Linked DNA regions of Mus musculus: region 1 is linked to region 2. A link is a contact called in public HiChIP or PLAC-seq data. All regions are on one chromosome and are shown on one strand. The core of a region is the stretch at or near the end of the contact, and the rest is flanking DNA. Distances in the headings are between cores, read along the strand shown. Region 1 has its middle 15 kb from the start of Gm29050. Region 2 overlaps Arid1b (AT rich interactive domain 1B (SWI-like)).

Region 1 (5,787 bases), core at 475-2,974, 110 kb before region 2:
GGAAGCAATCTTCTCCTGTTTGCCTTTAGAATGAGACATAGAACTCTCAGCTCCTCCAGCACCATGCCTGCCTGAATGCTGCCATGCCTCCTACCATGATGATAATGGCCTGAACCTCTGAACCAGTAAGCCAGCCCCAATTAAACGTTGTCCTTTATAAGACTTGCCTTGGTCATGATGTCTCTTTACAGCAATGGAAACCCTAGCTAAGACACCTACCTCTCTCATCTTGGGCCATCCTTCAAACCAAGCTTACCTGGGCTCCTCTGGGTGGATTTGATTTTCTTCCTTTTAAACCACAGGAATGGAAGGCCAGCTACCTAGAGAGGTACCAAGTTCTAACTGTGGGTCACAGTTCAAACAGATCTCCCTACTTCAGCATCTCAGTTGCTGAGATTAGCAGAGATGTGTCACCACATGAGAAATGGCTCTCTCTTAATAACAGCCTTGAAAATGTATTCGCAAAACAATAGCCAAAGCCATAGCTGTGGGCATGTCTGTGGAGGAAGGTCTAGATTCCTTATTGACGAAGAAAGACCCAGCCCATTGTGAACAGCTCTGTTGGGTCTCAGGCAATCCATATATCCAGTTTGAGCTCATTTCTGGATATTTGCACAGCCTGAGACCTTGCATCCCAGCCTTTTGTTGATGAGGGATGGTGTAGTCTCTTCTGCAGCTACTTCTTGGCTGGTGAGGACCATCCTGGTAGTCCAGGAAGCTGGAATGCAAGGCAAAAGTGGGGAGGGCCTGGGAGCTAGCAGCATCTGGACGTACGCATGGCCTGAGACCTGACAGACACATGGTCTGGGCCTCTTGGGCTGTTTAAGAAGAAAGAGCACAAAGAGGCAAGGGTCCATCGTGTATCTCTGCTCTAGACTAGGGATGGGATCTGACCAGCTGCCCTTAACCTCTCTCGATGGTAGTCTCTAACCCGTCACCGAAAGCCAAATAAACCCTTCCTGAACTATGCCGCTTTGGGTGGTGATATTTTTTCACAGCAACAGAAACGGAACTAGAAAGCTAGAAAAAAAAAAGACCATCTTTATTAATTTTGTGAATTTAAGCAATATCTTTGCCTACACTTGCCTAGAGATCTAAATAAAATCGTTAAGCAGTTCCTGTTCCAACCCCTACCACAGGGAAGTATTCTCCTTACTGGGTCCCCACCTCAAGCATTGCCTGCCCATGGGCCACTCAGGCTTCCTGGTCACGGAGACCCTCAGTGTTGGTCAGCTCACAGTCCCCATACCCGGATGCACGCTGGGCATATCTGCTATGTTTGAGGTGAGACTTTGAAAGTCGTTGTAAAGTCCCACCCCTCCTTCTTATAACCTATTTTAGAAACAGGGGCATTTTAGATATAATCAAATTCGGGTGAAGTTATATTTGATTATTTGCAACAACTACTGTACTAACAAACAGAGAAGCATAGATCTGCCCAGGGACAATGCCGCATGGAGACCGACATAGGACAACTGCGGTGAAGGGTCTTCTAGTGAACCTCCCTGGAGCCTTCAGAGTGCTCTATGAACACCTTGACTTTGGATTTGCATCCACTAGAAACAAGAAATAATTCATTTCTGAAAATAATACGATCTCTAAGCCTCTCAGTTTGTAGCACTTCAGCGAAGCTGCCCCAAATGAGCATCCCTGCTCCTGTACACCAATGCAGGGTGCTTGGCACACCAGCTGGGCTTGTTGAGCAGGTCACTCACAGACCCACTGGGGCCTTGGGACAGGCAGTCATCCTGTCGCGCTTTTCGGACGCCCCACGAGGACATTCCGAGTAAGCTACGCCTTCCCTGTCAGTTGTGTCCCCCTTTATCATTGTGCCCAGGTTTCTCCCTGTGTTTTCAAGGGCACAGCGCGGACTTCCTGATATAGCTGCAAACGCCAAGTGTCATTCAGGCTTTCTGCCAGCAGAGGGCGGACGAGCTGCGGGCTGGCTGCTGCTGCTGTGGATATACTACGTGGGGCTTCGGGCCAGGACACCACCGCGTTAAGACAAGGGATGCTGTCCCAGCCCGGAGGCCAGGGCCTCTGGCTGTGCTCTGCTCTTTCCGTGAACCCTGAAAATTAAGTCCAGTAGAGCATTCTAGAGTCGCCCAAGACACATTCAACTCTGATCGTCCTATGCGCCCGGTGGTCACACTGCTGAGCAGTTCTTGACCACACCCCAGATCTTCCGCACAGGCCACTCCAAGCGTGGGTGTAGGTACTGCCGGAATCCATGACCTGGAGAGAAGGGTGGGCCGTGTCCTCCCAGGACAAGCCTCTCTGGCGACACTCCGTCACCCTGCTGAGTTTGGGTTCCCTCTCATCTCATGCTCCCGCAGTATGGAGAAGCCTCTTCCATAGTCAGTAACAAATCTGTAGGGCGAAGGCCTTTGCCACCAGAGTGGTGCTTCCCTTGGGATCTCTGTGAATGACTATCACCTTGGTACAAACAACTTCATGTTCCAGCCAAAATAAATGGGGGTGGGGAGGGATGTCAAGCCAAACTAACAGCCACCTGAAACCCCATCTTTACTCCATCAGTAATAGTACTGACATTTTGCTATGCGTGCCCCACATTCTCCTGTCACTTGCACGTGTGGGTGTCTGCTCTCGACACTGTAATTTGCTTTTCCAACAAAGGGCACTGAAGGGACACTTGAGAGTCCCAAAAAGAGCTGTTGGGGTAGCTTATATGGCAAAGGTGCTTGCCGCCAAGCCTGGTCCTCGTTCCATCCCTGGAATCCATGTGGAACCCCTGGAACAGACTCTGACCTGCTCACTTGAGACATGGCATATGGGTACATATGCAGAAACACAACCACACAACCACACACACACACACTAATGAAATTAAAAAAAAAAAAAAAGAGCTGTCCACTCTGAAAGGAAAGGGAGTAGGCTGGCTGGCAGGCCAGGGACTGTCCCTGTGAGCCTGTCACCCTGAGTCATCTGAGGGCTTGTCCCTAAAGTAGGGCTTTTTTTTTTTTTTTTTTAGGAAAATCCAATTCCTATCCCTGCCTGGTCCCTCTGCAGCTCCTGGGTGTCTTTATCTGGTATGAATTTAAATCTGAAAAGATGTAAAAGAACTCTGTATTGACACACAGAGAACTCCACACCTCTTTTTCCTCACGCTGGCAGAGAGCCGTGGAGGGGTGGGAGGGTGACTGCCTCCCCCAGACAACATTCAGTGATGCCTGGCTGGAGACATTTTAGTTGTCACGACTGGGGAAATGCCATGGCTGCTGGCGGGTAGAACAGAACCCACTCCCCTAGCCCCCCAAAAAGAGAATTGGTCACTCCAAATGTTGACAGTCTCGAATTGAGAAATATTATTCCAGGTATTCCTAGACACTCCCTTAGGGCCCAAGAGACCTTAAACCTTGATCTAACTCGGTACCGCCAGGTAACAATGGCCTTGACCCAGAACCCCCAGGCCTTGTCCCTTGGCCCAGGACATAAAGAGTTGGTGATGAAGGCAGGCAAAAGGTTGCAAGGCAGGTCTGCCAGGCAGTGTGTGGGTGTCGGGGTGACTGTCACTGGGGTTGGCTTCCTGTTTCATCCTCTTTATTGCGCATGGATTCAGGCCAGTTCCTAAGGTACTGCAGGAAGATGGATCTCATCCCAGGAGTCTTTTCTTCCCAGGTGCTCTACGCAGCACAGCACCAGCAAACCTTCCTTACCCCGAACGGCACTTTGAGAGCTCAAAGGAGCCAAAGGAGCCTTGGGTGTTTTCATTTGCAACCGTCTTCTTTCCCAGGTAGGAGTCCAGTCTGGGTTCATGCAAGGCCTCAATGCCTCAGTTTCTTGGTTAGTAAATTACAAGTAATAACATCTGCCGTCTGCCTCGGGCACTTTCACACACATTATCTCTCCAGCTCTCAACACCCTGGGAAGAGAGCGGCTCGCCCACTCGAAGGCACCTGGGCTCTGACTTCAGGTACCTTTCCCCAAGCTACAGGACCAGCAGAGCAGGTTCTGAGGAAGGCAGGCAATATAACTCGATTCCCTCACGCTGTGAGCAGGCTGCATGCGCCTACCACTAGGTCTTGGGTCTGCTGCCAGATTGAATCACTTATAACCCCCTGCAAAATCAAGATGCCTTAAAACTCTAGTGTTTTTTGCTCCTGAGATGCTCAGATACTACCGTGGAGGGTCTTTTTACTGCAGAATCTGAGAGTCTTGGTCTTGAGTACACATCTCTCAACCATTTGTGAGGCTCAGGATGAGTCTGTTCCAAGAAATGTTCAAAGGGTTAGCATGAGGCCCAGTTAGAGTGACTGGCAATCACACACTAGGCCTTAGGGCTCAGTCTCTAGCTACAGCACAAAACTGGGTGCGGTGACACAGCTTGGAACAGCAATGCTCAGGAGGTAGATACTGGAGAGGAGGCAGGAGTTCAAGGGCATTCCCCAGCCTTGTGTACATGAGATCTTGCGGGTGGGCTCGGGGGTGGGGGTGGGAGTGAGGGCAGGATGTCAGAAAAGGTTGATGCCTGTCAATCTGCTGCTCCAGAATCTTGAGTTTGGAGACAGCCTGGACTAGAAAGACCCCACTATCCTCCTGGTGCTATGATAAAATATCATGACCCAAAACAACTTATAGAAAAGGAGCTTATTAAAGACTTGTGTTTCCAGGGGGGGGTGATAGAAGCCCATCCCGGTGGGAGGGAGGGATGTCACTGAGTGGCAGTGTGACAGAGAGGACAGAAGCCTGAGAAACCATGTAATAGCATCAAACATGAAGGAGAGAGAGAACTGGAAAGGGGTGTAAGGCTACAAACTCTCAAAGCCCTGCCCCTGGTAATATCACTTCCTCCAGCAAGGTTGGTTGCACCACTGTCCCTAAACGGACCCATCAACTGAGGAGCAGATGTTCAAACACTTGAGGCCAAGGGACACATTTCTCATTTCTCATCACATTCTACTCCCTGGCCCCATAATCTTGTGGCTAAACCATGGTGTAAAATGTTTTAACTTTACTCCAAAAGTCATCATAGTCTTTCAGTCTCAATACTGTTTTAAAATCCAAGTCTATAGTCTCTTCCGAAGCTCAAGATGGTCTCTTAACTATAACCCCCTGCAGTGTCAAAAGGCAAGCTACATACTTCTGACATAAGAGTGAAGAATGGGGGATAGTCAGGAAATACTGGACCAAAGCAAGACCAAAACCCAGATGGGCAAACACCAAATCTTGTAGCACTATATCCAGTGTTTGGGGCTTCAAATGGCTTCAAAGTCTCCACCCCCACGGTTTTGCTATCCAAGGCATACATCTCTCTTGGCCTGGTTCCATCCCATATATGCAGCTCTCTATGGCAGATGTCTCATGGCTGTGGCATCTCCAACATCATGGGCAGCGGGGGGGGCTCCACTAGAGCCCAACCTTTACATTCATAGAGCCGTTTACTGGCCTTTCAGGGTCTGTTGCTCTCTTAAAGGGTCTTCACATCATCCTCTGGCTGGCCTCAGCATCTCTCTGAAAACTTTGGAGAAAGAACCCATGATCCCTTTACTCCTGAATCCTTCATCACATGGACAATACTGTCAAGTTTGGCTACCAGCCTGAGATGGACCCTGGCCCACCTTGAATCACATTAGAAACAGCTTACTTGCTTTTCTTTCTTTCTTTCTTTCTTTCTTTCTTTCTTTCTTTCTTTCTTTCTTTCTTTCTTTCTTCCTTCCTTCCTTCCTTCCTTTCTTTCTTCCTTTTTCTTTCTCCCTTCCCTTCCCTTCCCTTCCCTTCCCTTCCCTTCCCTTCCCTTCCCTTCCCTTCCCTTCCCTTCCCTTCCCT
Region 2 (5,395 bases), core at 1,402-3,901:
CCATCATCTAATGACAACAAATACATAAAAATGCCAGAAAGAGCTCTCAGATACAGGGAGAGAAAGTTAAATGCCCGCAGCTGGGATGCTCCCAAGTTCCATGTAGGTCCGTGCACACTGGTGTCCGTGGCAGCTGAAGGACGAAGGGAAAAACACAAAAGCAAAACCACACGATGTGCAGAGGCTCAGTCTGCCCGGGACGGAGGCACTGTGGGCTTTTTCTGCACAGGAGGCAGTGGAGTAGGGACCTCAGGTGCTGATGAAGGACAGGCTCTGGGGACGGGGTGAATCCTGTTCTTATTGACTGGGGACTCTTGGGAAACCTGCCTCCAGGTTTCTTCCTCTGACATCATTCTCTTGGGGGTTGTCACTTAGGCATAAAGTCTCCCAAACACAAAATGTGATGGAGGGGTTCCTGGCAAATGAGGCAGAGGCAAAGGGAAGCAGGCACAGGCAAGTCAGGACAGTGACGAGCAGCAGGAAAATGGTCTCGGCAGCCACTGAGGAGCACCATGGAGCTGGAGGGGCAAGGGAAGTAGCCGAGCCAGCAGGCTTTAACTCTGGAGGTGAGGGATTCAAGATGTGGGGAGGCCAAATTACCTGTGCCAAGTAACTGGGGGAGCCAGGGTGTGACCCAGGTAGGCTGTGAGTGTGGCCTGGAGTGCAGGCCCTCTGGACTGTATGTAGCCTCTTCAATGCTTAAGAAACACTACACTTGTGGAACCACACCATGACAACATTCAAACAGGTTTTCTTAAATCTATGCAGAGCAGAATGACCTGTAGGCCTGAGGAAGTAAGACACTTTCAGCTCACTGGGTATATGGCGGGTGAGCTTTCTTCTTTATGGATGAGCTGGAGGTCTCTGTCCATGCAGACCACAGGCTGGCACAGTGTCTGCCAAGGGCCGGAGCCTTGGGGGGTCTGTGCACTGCCAACTATTCAGCGCTATAGCTATACAGCCTATAGCTCCAAGGTAGCCACATGGAGACACACACTTCTGCTAAGTGTATATTTACAACAGGGTCAAAACAAGGAGGAAAATAATTTGCTGACCCCTGGAAAAGAGCAGTTCTGGGACATGTCCGTAACACTGGCTCCACACTGTACTGTCTTTAAGTAGAATGTCATTATGAAGGCTGAAGGTGGACATAAGAGGATTCTAAAGAAGCAGGGCAGACTCCAAGACCTCAATAAAGATGAAAATCTAAGGGCCTGGAGATAGGAGGATAAAGGTTGCAATATGAGGCAGGCTGACAGTGGGCCCTCACACCAGAACACAGCACCTTTGCAAAGCTAGAGTGCACAGAGATAATCAAGCAATACTGTTTTTAAAAAGGCTTAAAACATGCAAAAATGTCCACAAATGCAAACTCCTTCCAGAAAATTCTGAAGTGGCTTCTGAGCTCTCTATCCTCTGGGAGCAACTACCTCTGTAGAAGCAGCACCTTCCTGGATGCTCAGGAAAGCTGGCTCAGTAACCGCTCCCTGTGAGCAGGATGCCTCTCCCCTCCCTCCCCTCCCCTCCCCTGCAGCATCGTGTCTCAGCTTCCTTTCAGCTTTATTTTTACCAAACAAACGTAAACTCATTTATAGTGCAAGCACTTAACTAACGGATCCACGCGCCCACACGTTACTTAGAGGCTACTTCATATCTTCCCAAGCTTTTATAAATGACTTGTGGGCAGAAGTCCTTTTCTCCAGTGAACATCTTTCGTTTTGAAAATGACACTGAATCTTACTTTAAAACAAGCATCTAGACATGGACACTGTACTATACTCTCAATGCCATTTGACTAGAGGAGGACGTTCTGTTGCTGAGCTCTGCTTCCTGTGGGAGACAGACACACTGGCTGAGCTCTCCCACTCTGGATCTCACTCGTTGTGGGGTGGGGACCAAAAAGCTGCTGTAGACTGGATCTCCATGAGCCCAGAGGGGAAGCCCAGCTTCCTGACTGCCCTGTGCCCTGCTCCATACTTTCCTTTCTTTATGGACCGTGGGGCTGAATTGCCATGCGGCTCCAGCTTGGGCAGGAAGCATTCTGGCTTATGAGGCAAGTGTGGGGCCAGCCACATGGCTGTCACGTGTAGGCCTGTGTTGATGCTGCCCCTGTGTCCTCAGTCTATCTCCTTCAGCCAGTTGGGCTCAGAATCACAGGCCTCTGTTTGGGAGAACTAGAAGTCCTCTTTCTTTTCCTTGAAGTTTTAAAGACACTCCTCTCTGACCCTGTGGGCTGGGATAAGCACACTTTCTGAAGACTCCAGATGGTTTCCCAGGTAAAGCTCAGGCATAAGCAGGGCTTGATGGCCCTGCTTCTGATGCTGCCTGGCAGCACGACCTTCACATGTTATTTAACTTGTCCACACAGCGGCACTGTCACTAGGGAGGTGTGATGCTAACGGGGACCAGGTAAGGTTGCAGCACAAAGCCTGCTGCCGTGGGCCTCGGGGCCCCAGTGCCACCTTCCACACCCTACCCTACACAGTCTATAGCTCATCTTCCTCCTCTAGCAAACTGAATCCAAATGTGGAAGCCAAGCAAAATACGAGAGGAACCGGCAGGAGCGAGCAGCGCAGTCTTCTTTCCATGTTTCTCTAATAGATTAGTAATTTGTTGGCACTGGCTCTGACAGAAAACAGATGGATGCAGCATTAGGCACAATGAAGGCAGCAGATGCCGGGCCAACCCACCTCAGCTGGACGGCTCCTGCAGCCAAGTCCGAGAGCCCACCGTTTTCAAGTGGGTTCATCTTGGCACGGCAGCTTTGGAAAATCAGTCACGAATGCATTCAGATTTCAGCCCAGCAGGAGTTACATTCAAGCACCAGACAGAGGGAGCAGCAGCTACTCTACTTAAGTCACCACCATGGCTTTAGGAGGGCACAGACCATTATGTACCTGACTCAAGCATGTCGGGATTTGGTAGTCACAATCGATACTTCCAGTTCCTGTTCTTAGAGCTATTGCTTCTCCTCTCACATGAGATCGTGTGCCTGGGCTACACAGGCTAAGGACGTGTCTTATTCTATACCGAGGAGGACAAAAGGTAGTATGCTTCAAAACCCAGACCTTGGGTTACACAACCCTCATGAGAGCGGCATGCTGTAAACAATCTGTCCGCAGGGCTGGAGAGGCGTCTTCACGGTTAGGGGAGCTTACTGTTCTGCAGAGGACCCGGAGCAGCTCCTAGCAGTCCCAGCCTGTGGCTCTGCCTTCCGTCCTGTGGGCAGCAGGCCCACCCACATGCATCTATTTATGACCAGGGCTAAGCATTTGCCTTGCTCCTTGTCCCCGTTTCAGTAGCAGTCTTACACGAAGCCTGTATACTGAAATAAACCTTACATGTAACAAGCAAATACAGCCCCACAGCCACCAGAGCAATCAGGACGCAGGGCTTGCCATCATGACCGGAAGCTCCCTTCTGTAGTCAGTCAGCGGCGTACCCCAGATTCACCACAGTGTTAAGCAGCTCATGGCTGTGATCACAGGTCCACTGGAAATGTTGCTAGCAGTTTTTGGCAGTTATGAACTGAGCTCTGTGGGGATGTATTTTTGTTTTGCTTCTTTTGGGAGATCCTAGGTAAGAGCAAGCTTCATAAGTGGGATTTTACCTCCACAGGAAGCCGCCAGGGGGTCACCATGCGCTCTGAGCACACAGCCCTTAGGTACTGCATGGCAGTTACTAATGACAGCCAGGGCTTTATATTATCAACTAGTCAAAAGTCCTGGCCATCCTAACAGGCATGGGACAAAATGCATGTGGCTTTAATTTTCACTTTGCTCATGACAGATAACTAAGTATTTTTCTTAAGTGTTTTTCTGGTAAAAACCTTTCTGTATTTATAACAACAACAAAAATGAAAAAAAAAACAAACCCAAAACAAAAACAAAACCAGGAAACTCCTCTTTCTCCTGGGATCTGCACACAATCATCTTTGGGCCATACATAGATCAAGTAATAAAGAGGACATCAAATGGAGGTTGAAAATTAAAGTCACCTGACCTTACTGAGTCAATACTGGAGTGTGCTTTGCACTAGTATCCAAGGCACCTTGCTTTTCTCAGGTCAATATACATTTAAAACTTCTTTAAACTATAAAGTTTATACTCATTCTGAACTTTGCTTGTTACTACAATATCACTTTCAACTTTAAGAAGATCCGCCCTCCCAGCATGTGTTATTAACAGTTCTCAAAACAAAAACAAACAAAAACAAACAAACAAAAACCCAACCTAATTACAAAGTAATAATGCAAGCTCAATACATAAAGAAAGAAATTGCAAAGAGTTAGCCGTAGTTTCACGTCCCACAGACTGGACACAGCACGCAACTCGCCTCTTAGGCACTGCGGAGTCCCCTCACCCCCGTCTCTCCACCCCCACAAGGCAGGGAGCCACGCCTGGGCTGGATTCCTCTCCTTAGCAACAGTCATTCAAAAACTTGTTCTTTGGAGGCTCTTAAATGCCAGGCCCTGAGCCAGCTGCTGGGCATCCAACAGTGAACAGAGAACCTCGGTGCGCCAATGAAGGAACACAGAGCATGTGCCCGGTGATGGGATCCAGGAAGAAGAAACAGAGACATCTACAGAGTGGTGAGAGGCACAGTGGAGGAGTCATTCTTTCTGCTGGACTGTCAGGGAAACACCAATGCTGACAGCTAATGCCAAGCCCAGGACATCTGGCAGCAACCAGGTGCTAGTCTGATGGCAGGCAGGCGGGTGGGCAGACTAGGTCTGCCTGTGTCTTTCAGAAATCTGCGTTTTGCTTCAAGTATGGATGGGGTGATGAGTGGTCGGTCACCGCTCGAGGGCAGCTGCTGGGGGCAATGTTTGTAGTAGTGACTGCTACAGGGCACTGTGAGTTCGTGAAGCAGACAAAAATCTCTGCTATGAGTTCTGAATCAGTGAACAGTCGACGGCACAGCATTCCATGCCTACCCAATGTACAGAGCCAACTGTACTCCTGAGGGGCGACATAACAGGAGGCTGTGACGTGTATGTATGTGTGTATACAAAGACTACTACTGCACACTACAGCCCACCTGGTATAAAGCGCCATTTTCCTGAACAAGAAACAAGGATTCTGAGAGTCAGACTCTCATGTACCACATGCTGCAGGAGCTTTGTGTCCTTGTGTCCAGAGGGGCTGCACCAGGCACAAGCAAGAGGGGATGCAGCAGGAGGTACCTGCTGAAGGCAGGCAAGAGGTAACGTGACCTACACCATTGGACGCTTACGACATCCTCCTGAAAGGAGACTGGGGGAACATTCTTAGAAACCTGTGGAGTGGAGTCCAGCACTGCTGGCTTTCCTTCCAGGAGCCTCAGGGGAGTCAAATGTAGAGTTGCCTTATATAGTTTTCATTTTAAGTTAATCTGCACTACAAATTCCAAGTTT

Evidence for each region. HiChIP or PLAC-seq counts read pairs in DNA pulled down with a chosen protein or histone mark.
Region 1: an H3K27ac HiChIP or PLAC-seq map of VIP interneurons shows a contact between it and region 2, with 2.1 times the contacts expected there. The contact joins two enhancer-like sites. A contact is called at or near these places in 1 of 15 datasets of contacts at CTCF or cohesin (embryonic stem cells), 8 of 484 Hi-C or Micro-C datasets (the HL-1 cell line, cerebral cortex, cortical neurons and 5 more), 5 of 115 datasets of contacts at active chromatin or transcription factors (VIP interneurons, astrocytes, embryonic basal ganglia and 2 more) and 2 of 9 other capture datasets (embryonic stem cells and liver).

Annotation. Positions count from the first base shown.
Region 1 is chr17:5,393,763-5,399,549 of GRCm38.p6, reverse strand. No RefSeq gene overlaps it. Among named protein-coding and RNA genes, the nearest start is that of Gm29050, 15 kb to the left of the region's middle. Within about 2 kb of position 1,724, at least 39 of the 459 cell types and tissues checked have an H3K27ac peak or open chromatin away from gene starts, as enhancers often do. A contact at or near this core is called in VIP interneurons, cerebral cortex and forebrain, where this site is marked.
Region 2 is chr17:5,284,072-5,289,466 of GRCm38.p6, reverse strand. The region is part of intron 7 of Arid1b (AT rich interactive domain 1B (SWI-like)); the gene reads right to left. Among named protein-coding and RNA genes, the nearest start is that of Gm34854, 62 kb to the right of the region's middle. Within about 2 kb of position 2,651, at least 63 of the 459 cell types and tissues checked have an H3K27ac peak or open chromatin away from gene starts, as enhancers often do. A contact at or near this core is called in VIP interneurons, cerebral cortex and forebrain, where this site is marked.